Regions from separate parts of the Mus musculus genome. Here all the other regions are linked to region 1. A link is a contact called in public HiChIP or PLAC-seq data. All regions are on one chromosome and are shown on one strand. Each heading gives the region's core, a stretch centred on a gene start, on an enhancer-like site or on the middle of the called end of the contact. The rest is flanking DNA. Distances are from core to core; before and after follow the strand shown.

Region 1 (4,005 bases), core at 896-3,395:
CTGAGGACAGTGTCATAGTTTGCAGGCCAGGCCAGCGAAACAGTAGGCCACTTTCCTAAACCTTCATGCAATAGCTAATATGATGTTTTACGTTTCAATCACTGTGCTTAAGAAGTCTATAAAACAAAATTACCTCTTGGTAAGTTTTCAAACCCAGGGAAGTGGCTGAGGTGCCTATTTAATACATCAAAGCAGACCTGGCCTCCAAGTTCTGTACCCCTCAGTCCCTTACCTGTTACAGGGTACAGATGGCACACCCCACTCTCGACCCTGAACTCTCAAGCCCAGGAGTGAGGCTGCCCATCCCCCAGAGGTTCTTCCCAGTCTAATCCAGGCATTTTTGTTATTCACCCCTTTTGTAGCTTCGGCCTCCTGGGTGCTCCTGGCTCCCCTCTCTTCCCTCTCCTGTCCCTCTCCTCATTCCCTCTCACTTGGTTCAGAGTCACGACCACTCTGGACTCTCTCAGACATGTCTGCCTCTGGCGGTCTCTTTTTTATCTATAATAAACTTGCTCCTACAGCACACCCAGAAGCAGTCAGGTCCTTTCCTTGCCTTTTCTCTTTATCACTCAGCTCTAACCTAAAAGCTACACTGGGCCAAAGGGAGGAAGCTTCCTAGAATGTTAAGGGCTATTCTTATCTTTCTAACAAAATTGTTATGCAGAAGGTTAACCTGGCTTCTGCAAAAGTGTGTGCTTAAACTTAAACAGAATGTGGCCTTTCACTTGCAGGATGTGTGCCTGCACATAAATGCAATGTAACTTTCTTTGCCTGTATAACTAACTTTCTTTTCTTTTTTCTTTAAATTATTTATTTCTTTGTTTATGTAAATGAGTACACTGTAGCTGTCTTCAGACACACCAGAAGAGGGCATTGGGTCCCATTACAAATGGTTGTGAGCCACCATGTGGTTGCGGGGAATTGAACTCTGGATCTCTGGAAGAGCAGTCAGTGCTCTTAACCACTGAGCCATCTCTCCAGCCCTCTGATTTCTTGTGACTTGATGCTGCACCCTGGGAATCCCAGCGCTGGATGCTATAGTCCCAGCAGGCTAGTATCTAAATAAAAAGCCTCTTTGTTAAAATTATTCTTGGTCAGACTGGTGAATCTCTGAACAACCCCAGACCCATACATAACATAAGTCACAAACCTCACAAGGAGGCAGGTAGTTCCCACCCAGGACAGTAATTATCCAACAAGCAGGGTTGTACCCTGGACCATCTTGTAAAAACAGGCAGATCACCTGAGAACCAGGACGGGCAAGAAGCACTCTGACTAGAATTGCTTTATTGTGCAAACCATGTGCCCAGGTATTCCTCTATTTAATCCTAAAGCTCATGTCAGGCCACTACAAGTGAACTTGGGGTCACTGGACCCCGTTATCCGTACCCCTTCCAAAGGCAGTCACATTGAATAAATGTTCTCTCTTGATTTTCATCATTACCTGGTAAACTCAGGACTGTTGGCTGAACCATTTATTGGTGCTATAGAACCCAGGCTTTAATCCTAAAAATTCCAGTTATAAGGTAAGGAGGTGATTCAGTAAAGAGATCATTAAACAAACTGCATTTTCTTCTGATTTCAAAGGTGATGTATGCTTCAGACTCACAGCCATGAAAATGCCTATATCATACAAACAGTCTCTCAGACCCCAATCTGGTAAGAAGTCCAAGAAAGAAAACTGCCGCCTGGAACTTGTGTAGAATTCTCTGCAAACACTGCCAGGACCAGGCAATAAGCCTACTGGTCTAGCACAGACTCTGAAAACAAAGAACTCGGCTTTATTAACTCGAGCTTTAACTGTGACTCCAACTGTAATAAACATAGTAAAAAAAATGCCTTTTAGACATGGAAAAATAGCTTCAGACATATAAAAATTCCCCACTACACCAAAGGCTGCATTTGATAACCAGATACAGTCCTAGAACCCCAGGATGCCCAATGCACAGCATTTAAACAGAAACCAAGAACAATGCTCTGCACATCTCAAGAAATACCACCTTGATCTGCTCTGTGGCGGGAGAGACTCCCCTAGGATCCTGACCCTCAATCCAGAGACTTCTGCTAGACACTGGACCTGTCCTTCAGCTAAGACAATCAGTTCTTGCTCAGGACACCAAAGTAAGTACAGAGGTGACCAGAAGGGAGGGAGGAAGGGAGGGAGGGTCAGCAGGCTGACTCAGGATGATTCAGCACTAATTACCCACAGCGGACTCCATTCCTTGCATGAAGAAAAGGCAAAGGATCAGAGGTCAGCTAACTTCCCTTGTTTGAGCACACCCAAGGTCCCACACCTAAATTATCTCGGAACTTTGTTATTCTAGAAATGTAACACAGTGACAGGAAGCATTATCTCCATGTGGCATTTTTCCTGATAAACCTGTCAAAAATGTCCTTACCTTCCTCCGACTTCACCGCCTTCTCCTTCTTCACTGACCCTGGCTTAGGGCCCTTGTCTTGTGATTTTTGTGAACCAGTAGCTTCCTTTTTCGAATTAATCTAATAACATAAGAAAAAAAATTCCAGTCATAAGATGTTCATTCAGATGAATGTCTACAGGACCCACACTAGAGAAGCATTTATTGAGTAATAACAAAACTGTGACACATCCAAGTTCTTATTTATTTTTTGATACTAAGCATCTGTGTCAGGCCTACACTGACCCTGATCTATCTCAGTCTCCTGAGTGGTGGGATCACAGGCAGACACTGTGCCCACACACCTGCTTTCTTGGTTTTTTTTTTTTTTTTTTTTTTTTTTTTTTTTGGTTTTTCGAGACAGGGTTTCTCTGTGTAGCCCTGGCTGTCCTGGAACTCACTTTGTAGACCAGGCTGGCCTCGAACTCAGAAATCCGCCTGCCTCTGCCTCCCAAATGCTGGGATTAAAGGCGTGTGCCACCACGCCCGGCACACACCTGCTTTCTTAAGACAACGTCCTACAATAATCTACACTAATTTCCTGTACTAACAATCTCTTAAATTTTTTGCAATCCACATTCCTATCCTGTTTATTGTCCACTAAGCTGGTCGAGACCTAACCTCTCAAAACAAAGAGTTTATTACATTGTCCTCTAATTTGTCCAGGTGATAAAGTCACATTGCAGTCATCCATTCCTGCATCTCTGACCTGCCACTTTCTCCCTCTGCAACCACAGAACCCCAAACTTGTCTGCTTGCTTTTGCACTCTGCACTGGTGGGCTGTCGGGTCCTTTCCCGTTTCGTGGCTTCCCATGGCTCTACTCAGCAGCCACGGGACTTCACATCATTCCTTAGCCACAGTTCAACTTCCCGCTGCTGTGCCCTCTTCCCCTCCTCCTTTCAATCTTAGTCAAAGCTGTCCCTACCCGGATGTGTTCAGTTTGTGTAAGGTGACCTACATCCCCTGCAAAAAGCTCACATGTGCCCTCAGTACTCTGTCAGCACACTGCAGTATCTGATTAGTTACCTGTGAGAGCAGAAAAGCACCGGTCTGCCCTACAACACCTAACATCCACCAAAGGCAGAGGTGTTCTCACTGAAGGTCCCCTACTCAGTACCACCCAGAACAAGGCCCAGAGGGAATCAGTGACCATTCATCAAACAAACAAATGACCCCCATAAAACCATTAAATGCTTTCCTGTTACATTTGCCAAGGCCCTGTTATATTTTTAGAAAATTTCCTCCATATAGGTCACTGAATTCCATTTTACATGATATAGCATACCCCCAGCAGGCTTGCCAACTAGACTTTCTAAACACACAGTGAAAATTTAAAAATATGAAATCTATATAGAGCTAAATCTGGGACAGAAGATAAGGCTCTAAATATATTTCATATAGTCCATGAGTAAATGCACTGTCTGAAATGATATTACCTTCTGTGGACTACTTTCTGGGATAAATGTATTACGTATTACTAAAGGCAGCAACTGTAAGCAACCACTGTGATGCGTGTGTCGGGGTTCAGACGTGTGAAGGTCAGGACAACTCTGTGGGTTCTGGGAATTGAACTCAGGTGGCCAGGC
Region 2 (4,005 bases), core at 406-2,905, 360 kb after region 1:
TCTACAGAGTGAGTTCCAAAAGATTGAGCCCAGAGCATGTCTTGATTCTCAGCACTTGGGAGGCAGAGGTAGGTGGATCTCAGAGAGTTTAAGGCTAGCCTGGTCTACCTAGTGAGCCAGGGCTGCATAATGAGATCTTATTTAAAACAGACAGACAGACAGACAAACAGACAGACAGACAGATTGACTGGGCTCAGTCTTTCTACTAGGGGTACAGGGACCTGGAGCGCTAAACCCCCTCAGCTCTGTGGGCAAGCCTGCCCTTGATTGCTCAATGATCCTCTTCTAGTCCTACCACTATACATGTGACAAGAGAAATAACCAGGCCCATCTGTCCCTGTCTTAGGAAGGACAGCTGCCGAGCCTCCCCCACAAATACCTCTTTGCTGGCTCCTCTCTTCCTTTGGCCCTGGCTCTAGCTCCTGTGCTTTCTCCCCAGTCCCTGTCTCCCCACAGTCTCTGTCCTCAGGGACCTTGTGGCCTGACCCTGTCCTCTCTCCCTTGTCTTCCTCAGGCTTTCTCTGCGCCTCAGAGAGGATGGGCTATCTACTGAGGCGTATGGCCTGGATCCCGGAATTCTCCAGTTGAATAAGAGATGCCTTCTAAGATTAGGAAGCCTAGTGCTGGGATAGTGGGAAGAACGGTGCGCGCGCGCGCGCGCGCGCGCGCGCGTGTGTGTGTGTGTGTGTGTGTGTGTGTGTGTGTGTGTGTGTGTGTAGGATGGGGAGGCTTGTCTAGAAAAGCAGGACAAAGGAGGTGGGGACTGAGCTGGAGAGGAAGAGGGTCATCTCTTGGATGAAGGAAAAGCATGAGAGAGCCAGAGGTGGTAGTTGGATGGACTTGAGAGCAGGTTGGGGTGCTGGTGAATTATGACTCCACTCAGGGAAGCACTGCTTGATTCTGGGAAGCACAGGCTAGGTTCCTGTCCCTGGGAAGTGAAGAAAGAGGAGAGACCTTAGAAGGGAAATAGGAATACAGCCAGAGTGAAAGGAAGGGGGTGCTGTGGGTCCTAGGTAGGGGTGGATCGGTGTCATTTTCAAAGACAAGTCCTCATCCTCCAGCGGCCCATCTCGTTCAAGAGTGCCACAGGCCCGAGGCTCAGCCTCTGCCCTTCACTAGCCTGAGCCTCTGGTCTTGGGGTGGACACCACCTCCAGGGGTGGTCGCAAGGAGCGTGTGTGGGGGTGTCGAGGCCCGCCTCTCCTCTCCCTCTTTGCGCCCCCTAGTTCCTCCCTTCCCCCTACCCACTCCGCTCCCCCCTCCTCCAGTCCCTCCCTCCTCCCCTGCCGGGTCCCAGCCTGTCCCCCTCCCCCACTCGCGATCCGGCCGCTGCTGCTGGGCCGGACCCCCCGGGCTCAGCCGGGCTCCTTGTGGAGCCGCCGCCGCGCCCCGTTTGCTGAAGAGGAGGCCCCGGGCCCGGACGCCTGGCGCGGGCATAAAACGGGCCAGAGCCGGCGCCTAGGGCACTAAAGTGGAGTACGGCCCGGGTCAGCGCCCCTCCGCCCGCTCTCTCCCGCCCCGCCCGGCCGGGAGCCGACCAGGCGACTGTGAGACGAGCCCCTCGCCACTGCCCCCCTCCTGGCCCCGGCCCCCTCCTGCCGGCCCGCCTCCGGTCCGGCCCTACTCCCTCTCCTGCTCCCTCCTCCCGCCCGCCTCCCCAGCTGTCTGCTCCGCGTCATGCCGAGCCTCCCGGCCCCGCCGGCCCCGCGGCTGCTCCTCGGGCTGCTGCTGCTCGGCTCGCGGCCGGCCAGTGGCACTGGCCCTGAGCCCCCAGCACTGCCCATCCGTTCCGAGAAGGAGCCGCTGCCTGTCCGGGGAGCGGCAGGTAGGTGGGCTCCAGGGGGAGGTGCGGGAGGGGAGTCTGACTCCTGGCAAGTCTACATCCACAGGGAGAGGGCCCCGGGCGCAGGTGGCTTCGCGCAGCGGGAGGGTGGGAGGGGAAAGCAGAGGCGGCGAGGTGCACGGTGCCAAGGGACCATGGGCCTGGCGGGCAGAGCCCGGAGCAGGCATTACGGCACGAGCAACCGGACAGCGGCCGCCAGCCAAGCCCGTCCCCGCAGGCTGCTCCTTCGGCGGGAAGGTCTATGCCTTGGACGAGACGTGGCACCCGGACCTGGGGGAGCCTTTTGGGGTGATGCGCTGCGTGCTGTGCGCCTGTGAAGCGGTGAGTGGATAACGCAGCTGCCTGCCCTACTCTAGAGGGTAGCGGAACGCTGGTGTCCTAAGTAGTAGACTCGGAGATGCTCAGGGGAAGGCTGGTCCGCAAATCGGAGGAAACCGCTTTCAAGTCTGCGGTGTTGACAGTTATTGATCGCCCACAATGTGACTGGCTTTTAGCCAACTTCCCCCCTCCCGTTACAGTATTGCTAGATAAATGACATTATTAGTTCTACTTTGCAGACAGGGACGCCGAGGCTCAGAGAAGTTAAGAAACTTTGGACGGGCCATGTAACTTGTAAATAGCAGAATTGACTGTCTGCAGCCCTGGGGTCTGATGGTTTCATTCCCTTAATTTTCCTATGTTCTCTGCCATCAGCCTCAGTGGGCTCGCCGTGGGAGGGGTCCTGGCAGGGTCAGCTGCAAGAACATCAAACCTCAGTGCCCCACCCTGGCCTGCAGGCAGCCGCGCCAGCTGCCAGGACACTGCTGCCAGACCTGCCCGCAGGGTGAGGCCCGCTGTGCCCGGAGTTAGGAGGGTGGAAGGCTCTACACTAGGTCCTGTACGACTTGCATCGCGGAGGAGGACTGGTCCTCCTGGTACCTTTCTGAAGCCAGCCGTCTTATTCCTTACCCCGGATGCAGAGCGCAGCAATCTAGATCCACAGCCCGCTGGCCTGGTCTTCGAGTATCCAAGGGATCCAGAGCATCGCAGTTACAGTGATCGAGGGGAACCCGGCGTTGGGGAGCGGACCCGTGCTGATGGCCACACAGGTAGGCTGGGGTGGAGGTGGGCCTGATGAAGTTTGAGTCCCGCGGCAAGGCTTGACAGTGCTCAGGCCATCTTCTCTTCTCGAAGACTTTGTGGCGCTGCTGACAGGACCGAGGTCGCAGGCGGTAGCTCGTGCTCGAGTCTCTTTGCTGCGCTCAAGTTTACGCTTCTCTGTCTCCTACCAGCGGTGAGACCGGGAAAAGGGCAAGGACTAGGAGTAGTAAAGGGGGCAATAAAGAGGAGCCTGTAGGCTATAGATCCAGTCTCACTGGACCTCTCTTCACAGGCTGGACCGTCCCAGCAGGGTTCGTTTCACAGATCCCACAGGCAACATCCTGTTTGAACACCCTGCAACCCCCACCCAGGATGGCCTGGTGAGATGATGCCATTTAAGAGTGCTTATCCAAAATCGGCACTTGCTGAGAGCATGCTTTGCATTGCCTCCTTTGGTTCTCACAACAGCCCAGTGGGAGAAAGGCCCTGACATTATGATGCCCATTTTACAGAGGAGGGAACTGAGGCTCAGAATAGCAGAATGTGATTTGTTCAAGGTCATTTGGCTAGTAAGTGGTAAGCCAGGACTTAAAATCAAGGCTCATGGGTCCTTCTTAAGAGGGTCTGGGGTCTCCCTTCCATGCTCCTTCCTCATTAGACCTGGGTCTTTTAGGTGGCTTGTCCTGCATAATTACAGTAGGCATTCTTCCCTCTTCTCTCAAGGTCTGTGGGGTGTGGCGGGCAGTGCCTCGGCTGTCTGTGAGGCTCCTGAGGGCAGAGCAGCTTCGGGTAGCCCTTGTGACATCCACTCACCCTTCAGGAGAAGTCTGGGGGCCTCTCATTTGGCAGGGTGCTCTCGCTGCAGGTAAGGGGAGTGAGCAGTTCTCAGATGTCAAGAGCTGAGCCTTCAATAACCCAAGGGTGGGTGGACTGAAGAGAGGATTTTCTTATGGCTGTCATGGTCTAACACTCCCCAGAGACCTTCAGTGCCATCCTGACCCTGGAAGACCCACTGCAGCGGGGTGTGGGGGGCATAGCCCTGCTCACCCTCAGTGACACAGAAGATTCCTTGCATTTTTTGCT
Region 3 (4,005 bases), core at 540-3,039, 280 kb after region 1:
AGCTGGTCATTCTGATTTATACGATTTACAGCTGGCTAGGACTATTGATTGCTCTTCTCTTTGGCAGCTTACAGAGCGCCTTAAGACATTGTGAGAGCCAGACCTCAGGGAAGAGGCCTCCAGGTCAGTTCCACTCAATTCCTTAGCAACAAAGCCTTACCTTCAAGTTCTGGTAGGCAACCAAGGACAACAGCAATAGCTTATATTGTTTTAGGAGTCTCTCGGACCCTCCTGACCAACAACTCTGAGGAAGGTTTTCTATGCCTGGCCCTGAGATTGTGTTAGTCGTTGGCTCTTGAGGGGAGCATTATCACCCCAAGTGGTGTAAAAAGTTAGACACTATTAAAACTTTCAACAGGGTCTCATTGTGTAGTTCCTGGCTTGCTTAGAACTCACTCTGTAGACCAGGCTAGCCTTGAACACACAGAGATCCACCTGCCTTTGCCTCCTTATTTAATCCCAAATATTGGGATTGAAAGTATGGGCCACGATGCCTGGCTCATTTCTTTCTTTCTGTCTGTCTTTCTTTCTTTTCTTTTTTTTTTTTTTTTGTTTTTTTTTGAGACAGGGTTTTTCTGTGTCCTGGAACTCACTCTGTAGACCAGGCTGGACTCAGAAATCTGCCTGCCTCTGCCTCCCAAGTGCTGGGATTATAGGTGTGCGCCACCACTGCCCAGCTCATTTCATTCTTTAAGTGTTCTTACAAGAGAAACTTTTTGTACTTCACATAGGCAGAAAACAGACTTAATTTAGGTAGCTTACCAAAACCACACTGCTGGTGCATGGCAGGATTTGTTTCTAATATCATGTTTTGAAAGTTTGAGTTTCCCACATTTTTCCAAGTTTTTATTTCAAAACAATGTATTCCTACAAAATAACTTGAAATATATCCCAACAGCTTTTCATATCCTCTTCATCTGGACTCATCAGCTTCTTGATAAACCTTTTAGGGCACAATTTCCAATTCATCTCCAACATACTAATTGGTATGTGACTGTTGATTATATATATATATATATATACATATACACACATATATACATATACACACATATGTATACATGAAATATACATACTAAATATTTATATACCATACATATGGTATGTGCCTGATATATGTATGCATGTATGTACGTATGTATGTATTCTTATCTGTGATAGAAGTCATAGAAACAGAAACCGGTAGACATTTCCTACAGAGGACTATACGGCTATAGAACAGGCAGAGCAGCAATGGGCTGTTCAATCTCTCTCCAAAGGCTGAAGAAGTCATTGGCAGTGGAAATGGATGGTTATGCCTAGAATCCAAGATCTACACGCATCAGCAGCTCATGTCTGTAATGAAGTTATTCTCTGCTAGAAAGTAAGTTCGAGGCTAACCTGGGATAATAAATAAGTAAATTTCATCTTCACTTTGGGGGAAATGGTTTGCGGTTACTATTCCACAGTAGTAGTGGCATAATTACACCGAAGTCACACAGACTCGGTCAAGACTTGAAGAGTTTTGAGCTCATAGAAATCTCCTACAGAGGACTAAAGCAAGCATGAACATGTATGGACGTCCTGTCTTCAGGATGACCTTCTCATCGTACCATGCATCCAGTTGTGGTGAAGCTACAGGATCGGAGAGCTAGGCATCTCTGCAGTCAGACCACCCTTGCACGCACAGAGACACCCTAACTCAACAGTAGCCGTTCGGGCTGGAAGCCGGAACAGTAATTCCCGTCCTGCTCCAGAGGGCGGGACTCGGGATCCGCAGGGCGCTTCCGGTCTGGAGGACAACGCGCGTGGCCTTCTGGGAAAAGGGGCGGTGCGAGCAGGTGCGCGCGCAGCAGGCCGGCAGTAGTGGCGGAGATGGAGGAGGGTGGACGAGACAAGACACCCGTGCAGTCCCAACAGCCCTCCGCGACAACCCCCAGCGGCGCGGACGAGAAGTCGAGTGGCAAGGAGCGAAGGGATGCCGGGGAAAAAGACAAAGAGCAGGAGCTGGTGAGGCGCAGCCTGGGGAGCCCGAGGAGGAGGCCTTGGGCTGAGTCACTGCTGGCTCGAAGGCCTCGGGCCCGACTCCGTACTGCCCACCGCACCGGGGAGACTCAGGATGGGGCGACCCTTTCTTTATACCCTGCCCGCCCCATTACGCACTGTCACTCCCTGAGGCCCTCACCATCACATCGCGGTTCTTTGGTTATTTCCTAGAATGGCTTCCAAGCAGAGTCTGCCTGGTTCCTAAGGTAGACAGCCTTTCCTATAGGGCTGCTTCCCTATCCCACGCCCTCTTCTTGTCCATAGACATTCACACTCTTCACCTGTCCCGGGGTAAGTGGGAGGAGAATGTGATTCGGGTCCCCACTTTTGATGAGCTTCTTCCCCTAACCCTCCAGTCTGAGGAGGACAAACAGCTTCAAGATGAACTGGAGATGCTCGTGGAGCGACTCGGGGTGAGTCAAGATGTTACTACAGGGGGAGTATAGTTGATGTTTCTCATTTGTTTACTCTATTTCATTTTGAGGCAACAATTAGATACCACATATTAGATATTACGATAATTTGAGGGAAGAGTTACAAAGGGTATTTAAATGGGGTCATGGGTCTCAGGTCATTTACAGGGGTTGAGGCATCATGAAATAGGAGCCAGTTATGTCTTTGACCAAAGCATTGGTTAAGTATGTATGGGTCGTGATGTGGAGAAATGTGACTCCTTTTGGTCTGAGCATTAACATCCCCTATTAGGAGAAAGATACATCTCTATATCGACCAGCTCTGGAGGAACTGAGAAGACAAATTCGTTCTTCTACAACTTCCATGACTTCAGTACCCAAGCCTCTCAAATTTCTGCGTCCACACTATGGCAAATTGAAGGAAATCTATGAGAACATGGCCCCTGGGGAGAATAAGGTAATTCAGAATATGGCTGGGACCTGTCCAGTTGAATAATTCCTTTTTTAATGCTAAGTCACTGAAAGCCTAGTGGACCCCATCTAGCTGGAAAGTTCATCACAGTGAGACTGATTCTCCAGTGGAAAGCCTGAGAATGCTTCTCAGCTCCTTAGAAGTTTCTGCTTCATTATATCTTAAGATTTTCTTAGCACGATGTGTTTCTGACTTAATTTAAAATTTTTATAGTGTGTGCATATATGTGTGTGCCTGAATGCATGTGCTTGTATGCATGTGCATATGCATAAGTGTCACGCCTATGCATGCCTAAAGACCCTCGGTCTTTATAGTTGGTTTTGGGATGTCTTTTTGATTTTGGTTTTTGGAGGTTTTTGGGATGTCTTAATAGGTGCTGGGATTTGAACTCTGATCTTCATGAGCGTGCAGGAAGTCCTCCTAAGTGTTGATCCTTTTCTCCAGCCCCTCTAGCTGACCTCAAACTCGGCTGTGTGGCCTAGACGGAACTTTATTTTATGACCTTCCTCCTCCTCCTGCCTCTATCTGGAGTGCTGGGGTTAGAGGCATAAGCCAGTATGCCTGGCTTTCTAAGGCTTATATTTAATGTCCCTTCTCTCTCTTCTGTCCCATGTACATTCATCCCTTTTATGTCTTTTTTTTTTAAGATTTATTTATTATTATATCTAAGTACACTGTAGCTGTCTCCAGATGCACCAGAAGAGGGCGTCAGATCTCATTACGGATGGTTGTGAGCCCCTTTTATGTCTTAAAAACCCTCAGTTGAGTCACATTTGTCCTGTTGGTGCAACTGTGACCCAGAAGTCTTTACTTTGCAGTGTATTTTGAGTAGCCTCCTAATTGGCTTGCTTTTGTCCTTGACTCCCACATCATCTGCCTATCATACTGCAGTTACAGTGATCTTTCTAGATCATTTAATTTATAGTTATTTAGGTAGAATATTTAAATTATAAATAAATAATAGTAGATAAAAGTAATATTTTTTTAATAAAATTAAAATTCAGTTTTGTATTTATGTGGATGAATGTTTTGCCTCCGTACCTGTATGTATGTATGTATGTGTATCCTGTGCGTGTGATGTCTGCACAGGCCAGA

What was found. HiChIP or PLAC-seq counts read pairs in DNA pulled down with a chosen protein or histone mark.
Region 2: a contact with region 1 is called in a FOXA1 HiChIP or PLAC-seq map of pancreatic cancer cells. The contact joins the promoter of Chrd here to the enhancer-like site in region 1. A contact is called at or near these places in 3 of 39 promoter capture datasets (cranial neural crest, liver and pre-B cells), 1 of 115 datasets of contacts at active chromatin or transcription factors (pancreatic cancer cells) and 1 of 9 other capture datasets (liver).
Region 3: a contact with region 1 is called in an H3K4me3 HiChIP or PLAC-seq map of bone marrow-derived macrophages, with 4 times the contacts expected there. The contact joins the promoter of Psmd2 here to the enhancer-like site in region 1. A contact is called at or near these places in 3 of 39 promoter capture datasets (the 3T3-L1 cell line and hippocampal neurons), 3 of 115 datasets of contacts at active chromatin or transcription factors (bone marrow-derived macrophages and embryonic stem cells) and 1 of 9 other capture datasets (adipose tissue).

Annotation. Positions count from the first base shown.
Region 1 is chr16:20,369,721-20,373,725 of GRCm38.p6, forward strand. Abcc5 (ATP-binding cassette, sub-family C (CFTR/MRP), member 5) reads right to left here. Exons shown (of 30, transcript NM_013790.2): 17 at 2,400-2,499. Among named protein-coding and RNA genes, the nearest start is that of Cyp2ab1, 46 kb to the left of the region's middle. Within about 2 kb of position 2,146, at least 87 of the 459 cell types and tissues checked have an H3K27ac peak or open chromatin away from gene starts, as enhancers often do. A contact at or near this core is called in bone marrow-derived macrophages and pancreatic cancer cells, where this site is marked.
Region 2 is chr16:20,731,472-20,735,476 of GRCm38.p6, forward strand. It overlaps Chrd (chordin), which reads left to right and starts at 1,656. Exons shown (of 23, transcript NM_009893.2): 1 at 1,656-1,824; 2 at 2,060-2,163; 3 at 2,536-2,665; 4 at 2,802-2,930; 5 at 3,016-3,115; 6 at 3,215-3,302; 7 at 3,646-3,787; 8 at 3,900-4,005. The coding sequence starts at 1,677. It also overlaps a transcript of Thpo not described here.
Region 3 is chr16:20,649,863-20,653,867 of GRCm38.p6, forward strand. It overlaps Psmd2 (proteasome (prosome, macropain) 26S subunit, non-ATPase, 2), which reads left to right and starts at 1,790. Exons shown (of 21, transcript NM_134101.2): 1 at 1,790-1,989; 2 at 2,382-2,438; 3 at 2,731-2,895. The coding sequence starts at 1,855.